Regions from separate parts of the Mus musculus genome. Here region 2 is linked to region 1. Evidence: chromatin contacts called from public HiChIP or PLAC-seq data. All regions are on one chromosome and are shown on one strand. The core of a region is the stretch at or near the end of the contact, and the rest is flanking DNA. Distances in the headings are between cores, read along the strand shown.

Region 1 (2,934 bases), core at 206-2,705:
AAGCCTGTTGTTTGCTTTTCAATGTTTGTGGTGCCCCCCGCCCCAGAACCCTTCTCTGTGTGTGCACGTGCGTGTGCGTCCTCTCTGCCACCGAGTTCCTTCCGCAGTGTCTGGAGTGTTTTTAGGGTGAAAATCTGAAGGGCTTCCCTCTGCATATTCCTGGTCTCTGCAGCCTCTGCAGATCTTTCCTCCATTACCACTTGCATATCGAGGAATTTGCTACAGTAAGGTAAGGGTTTGTGAAACAAGCTTTATCGGGATCAGAAGGCTCCTGGGCAGAGCTCTCCAGTATTTAGACTAGGACCACTCTTCCTATATCATTGGCAGACAGTTGAGCATGCACGCCGTGGTCTGCTGCTTAGCGGGCAGAAAGCCTGGATTCCATCCGTTGCATGGTCTAAGCAGGTGCAGGTGTGTGGTCAGTGGAGAGCCTAGTAAGGCATCGGCCAGGGCCTACTAGGACAACTGACACCTCTCTACCCCATCTCATCGCGGAAGTGCAATTGAGTCTCAGTGTGCGGGCAAGAGAAGAAATGATTTTTTTTTAAAATTTACTACAATGAAATCTCAGCTGCAGGAAAGCTAGGACCAAAGCTTTCCTCCCCCCCCCGTCCCCCCTCCCCCGCATCCAACTTAACATTGTAAGCATTTTCCTTACAGCCTCCCAAAGTTTAAATATTAATTTGCCTGTAATTGGTGGAGAAAACAAACAAGCAATTAAAACCGCTACAGAACTGACTTTCTCTTTCCCGTGCCTGGCCCTTCCCTTTCATTTTGCTCCCACCGCCTAGAACTGGCTGTAAGACAATAGGACCCCAGGCTGTGTGGAATTCTAAGCCCCGCTTGCCTTAAAGCTACAATATGGATTTAATTTATATGCAAATGAAAGCAATAAAAAGGCAGACACTGTAGAAATTATAGGGTTCCCCCTCCCCTCCTTTTCTTAGGAGAGCACAAATCCTTTCTCTCCTCTTCCTAGGAAGACCTAATTATTATTGGTTCTCGCCACCCCCCCCCCCAACTCTGGGTGTAAACTGGGCCGTTTAAGGAAAACAATAGAATATTGGAGCATTCCGGGAATTTCACAGTCTGACTGTCTCCCCCCTCCTTCCCCCCAACAGGGCATGCTGGGGTTCTTCTGTTGACCAGCAGAACGCAGACCTGATCAAAGGCTACCGGAAGCCTTAAGTAGACCAAAATGGGGGCTCAAATATGCTAATGGCTGAGCTAAATATACTTTAATCCTGTTATAATACAAGGTAACTTGGAGGCAGGGAATGGGCCTGGTGGCTTTAGCCTGGATGGAGGGGCCCTCCCGGGGCACCCCTGTGAGTGTTGAATAGAAGTTGCTTCCTATTCTTTCTCTGGTTGGGGGTGGGGTGGGGGCTTCCTTCCTCAGATGCCCACACCAGCCCCGCCTGTCGCGTTTACAGAGTGTCAACAGTTGGGTGAGCAAACCTCCTCAGTGCTTAGATCAGTATCCTGTGACCTTCCACATTGAAGCACGCCATTCAGCCAAGCCTTCCAGCTGTTGCCTGAATGGGCGAGAGGTTTTTTTCTCATCTTCTTCTTTCTTCTTCTTTTTTAGAGTAGGGCATGGCTTAGGAGGACACTAGGCAACAGTTTTAAATTAGAACTTCCCCACCACCCAGAGCCAGGGGGAAGCCTAGCTACAGGGCTGGCAGATGTATTTTGGAATGGAGCTAAGCAGGCCTGGAGGGAAATGGGCTTCTCAATTCACTTTCTGGACCCAACATCAGTCTTCCTGCAGCCAAGGCCTTAGGCCACACCTTCTGGCAGCCTCAGCCTTATCTACTTTAGACACAGTTTGAGTTGGAAGATCTATGTCAGTTCTTACAGAGCCAGGCCTACTGCTGGTATCAGAAGGTTAAAAAAACAGCTCATATTGAGGCCTAACTTCAGAGTCAGGAGCTCAATTCCAAAGTGGGGGTCAGAGGAGTGGGGAAGGGGCCCATACATCTGTCTGTTTAGTCCAGATTCCATAGTGGATATATAAAGGTGCAATGGTGTGTTTTGGGTTGCCCGGTTTTGTGAGAACCTCAGCATGTGACAGGCAAGCTTACTTGGAACCCCCGCTTTTGCTCCTGTTTGTGCAAGGCTGTGTTTTTCCGTCTTCTCTCTTTTCTCGTTCATTCGCTGTTCCTCTTCCTTCTCCCTTCTCTCTACTCCAATTGAGCCTCCACTAGAATCCTGTAAACAGAAGCCTTCAGGTGCACTTCGTTTGGAGGTTGTTGCAAATGAAAGCCTCGGAACTGGGACATGAGCTCAGAGACCATTGCTCCTTTCCTGTCATTAAGGCCTTGCCTTCCTGCTTTGTGGAGCTAGAGAAGACTGTCCAGCAGGTGTTCGGGGTAGTATGTATGGACTCAGGCTCCCCCGGTGCTTCTTCTTTGTCCTGCTTGGCAGTTAAGAATATTACCTCAACAGTACAGAGGGGGGGAACTTGGGGAAGAAAGGAGCCACAGGCATAGAGGGAAGTTTGGAATCTGACCCTGGTTCTACCACTTACTGACATTTGGGACAAATTCTTAACTCTCCTGCCTGGGATATTTAATCTGTAAAATAAGGGAGAAAGTAGCTATCTCAGGATGTTAGGATTATGTATGATAATCTTTTCCCGGAAGCAGCTGTTGACAGGTGACTCTTTTAGGACTCAACCTTGCTCCAGCAGAATGTCATTTTTCTGGTCACCAAAGAGTCCCTTTGGTACTTTCAAAGTCAGCAAAGGGGATGATAGCTGGGGCATCTGTTTGATGTTCTTCTGCACGGGCCTCTAGCCCAATATTTTTTTTTTCTTCTTTAAGGCACTGATGTTGCTACAGCCTAGCTCAGGTGTGTAAGCTCTGTGGCTCACGATGTGTCTAAGGTTCTCTCTGAATTCTCTTTTTTTTCTTTTTCTGTGTTTCCTTTTGA
Region 2 (2,934 bases), core at 173-2,672, 410 kb after region 1:
CTGACCTCCAAACCTGCGTCATTTGCACCAGAAAAGAGAAATTCAAAAAAGTAACAGATATCAAATTCCCAAACCATAAATACTTGTAACATTTACCAGAGAGTTAACATTTGGGGTAAGAAATGTCAGAACCCAAAAAGCAAATATCTCCTCCCTTGCACAGAGGAACGCTTGAAAAGATATATTTAAAAAAAAAATCTGGGGAAACTTGAGAGCTTCAGTCAAACACCACCCAAACTTATTGTTCCTCGTCTGTTCCACTGCCTCCTTGCGTTAGCCCCTTGATTAACTATATATTAATGTCCAGGGGCCATCCTGAGTCAAGGGCGGGCACGGCCTGACTAGAGCAGAATAGAGAGGAGGCTCTCTCTGCAGAGAGACTCAGGCCCAGGGCCATCATCATTCAACAGCATTTTTTCTTCTGAAGTCAATACGTTGCTCCCTCTCAAACATGCTTAAAGAAAACACACATTGATTTATTCGCAATTCTGAGCTACTTATCACATGCTAATGACCGCTGTGTGGAAAAACACAGTCTGAAAAAAAATCCCCTGTGCAGAGCATAGTCACTTTGCCCAGGGAGCAGAGGAAACAGCTAAGTCCCCTTGCCGTTCCCCCTCCTCTCCCCCAAACCATCCCCCCCGCACCCCCCCCCCCGCCCGCCTGCCTGCCTGCCTGCCCAATCCTGTAATTCACCAAGACTTAGCCACTTAGAAGAGGATGTGTGTGTGAGTGTGGTCATTTCCAAAGACTCCAGAGAGAGCACACATCCACCCACACCCCTGCACCCCCTTTCATTCATTAACCCCCCAGGGGCCAAGACTAATTAGATCAGCTTGCTCATTTTGAGCTGATAATTGATTTAAATAGGTTGCTCATTTGAAATAGAAGAAAAGGCTGCTAAACATTTGGTGGTTGGGTCTTTTTTTTCTTCTTCTTTCCCTGCAACTTTCAATTGCTTGTGCAATGTAGCATAAAATGTCGAGGTCTCTCTTTTCTTTTCTGTCTCTTTCTTTTTAAAGGGTCCATAAAATTAATTACAATAAGGAGGCAAGCAGCAGGGGCAGGGGGTTAACTGATGACTCTAATGAGCAGCCCCAGCTTTGCTCATGCTGGTTGCTAGCTGCAAGGGGCTGGGGCTTCAAGAAACTCTGCAAAAGCCTTCCTACAGATTCAGTCTGCATGGCAACCAGAGTAGCTTCTCCGAGCTTCCAACAAAAGGTTCCTGCCTTTCCAGTGGTCGGGATGCTCCAGAATTGTCCTCTTACCATTAAAAACAAAAATACTCTTAAGACACCATTTTATGATACCCCACACCCCACGTCCCCCCTCATTTCATATACTTTTGGAGAGATCGGAACTTTAAGGAAACAGCTTGACCCTACTCTGAGTTCTGAAGACTTTCTTTGCTCAAAGGGTCTTTCATGACTGGTCCTGCACCAGATGGGTGGATTTCAAGTGTGGACCCCAAAGTTTAGACTGGCTCTTTTTTGGAAAATAAATGGTCCCATGAGTTTATGCGGCTTCACTGACTGGATCCATTTGAGCACAATGAAAAGGTCTTTTGTCTGCAGCCTGGAGGGCAAGGGATGGGTAGCATTTGTGACTTGCTCTACAAACAGTTCTTGCAGGAATTTACTGTGCCCATAGTTGGGAGCCGAGAGCAGTTGCAAAATCATTAAAAATAAATACAATTATTGGAAGTTGAAAAATCAACCCCCCACCCCCGCCCAAGCACATGCCAGGTGTATCCCACAAACAAAACTTGCCAGGGAAGCAGGTGGGAGATTGAGTGTGATGGACAGACCTGGGTTTTCATCTACATGTAGTCCTTCCTGGTGCAGATTAAGTCACTTACCCCTTTGTAAGCTTGATTTCCTTGCCTGCTAAAGGCAGACGATGAGGTCCGTTTGGAGGTCTATGATAAGAGTCGCATCATGTAACAACCCAGCAATTCTGCACAGCTTTGTGTTCTCACAATGGGAAGGCATAGGTCCTTGCACATAGTACAGTGGCTTTAACGCACACTCAAGAATTACAGAATACAGAGCCCGGGGAGGTGGCTCTGTCCCTAAAATGCTTGGTGTACACATGAGGACCTGAATTTGAATCTCTACCCCCTGAGTAAAAGGCTGGGTACATGGCTATGATGTCATTGCTGGAGAAGTGAAGATAGGGAGGTCTCTGGACCCTGCTTGGAGGCTAGCCTTGCCAAGTATGTGGGGTCTGGGCCAATGAGAGGCTGCCTGAAAGAGCAAGGTGAACAACATTCCTGTAACACCTAAGGGACACACACACACACACACACACACACACACACACACTCACAGGAAATGCAGTGAAAATCCTTTTTTAAAGGGGGGGAAGGAGATGCATTCTTTTTTGAGGATATGGCCACTGGTAGGCTTCCCATGCTCGAGGGGATGCCCCCACCCACACACATATGGCCAGCACTAACTGGACTCAGTTATCAAAAAGAGAGAGAAGATATGAAATTGGGAGGGGTGTGATGGGGGAGTTGGAGAGGGAAATGTGGGGCGGATCATATTTCATCGAACATCCGCATGAAAGCCTCAAGAATTATTTCAAAATTTTTAAAATGTTTTAAATGGATTTTTTTTTTACTGCACATGGACAGACCCTTTTCAATGCTCCCTGAACAGTACAGTGTAGTGAACGTCCACTGGCATTCACACTGCTACAATTAACCTGGGCATGAGTGAAATTGCAGACACTCGTGGGTTCTGTATACCCTTTTGGACAAGGTTTTGAGCATCTGCACACTTGGGTGGGATCTCACAAATAATAAAGGGAGAACACTGGACCTATGATACAAAATACATTTCTAGATCACCAAAAAAGGCCTTTTGTCCTGGATTTTTTTTTAATTTGAACTTTTTGAGAATTCCATGCATGCATTATATTTACATCATC

What was found. HiChIP or PLAC-seq counts read pairs in DNA pulled down with a chosen protein or histone mark.
Region 2: an H3K4me3 HiChIP or PLAC-seq map of embryonic basal ganglia shows a contact between it and region 1, with 3 times the contacts expected there. The contact joins two enhancer-like sites. A contact is called at or near these places in 1 of 484 Hi-C or Micro-C datasets (nephron progenitors), 5 of 115 datasets of contacts at active chromatin or transcription factors (embryonic basal ganglia, embryonic stem cells, oligodendrocyte precursor cells and 1 more) and 1 of 9 other capture datasets (embryonic stem cells).

Annotation. Positions count from the first base shown.
Region 1 is chr1:120,643,211-120,646,144 of GRCm38.p6, forward strand. It overlaps a transcript of 2610027F03Rik not described here. Among named protein-coding and RNA genes, the nearest start is that of Gm34352, 28 kb to the left of the region's middle. Within about 2 kb of position 1,456, at least 24 of the 459 cell types and tissues checked have an H3K27ac peak or open chromatin away from gene starts, as enhancers often do. A contact at or near this core is called in embryonic basal ganglia, where this site is marked.
Region 2 is chr1:121,050,544-121,053,477 of GRCm38.p6, forward strand. No RefSeq gene overlaps it. Among named protein-coding and RNA genes, the nearest start is that of Celrr, 35 kb to the right of the region's middle. Within about 2 kb of position 1,423, at least 8 of the 459 cell types and tissues checked have an H3K27ac peak or open chromatin away from gene starts, as enhancers often do. A contact at or near this core is called in embryonic basal ganglia, where this site is marked.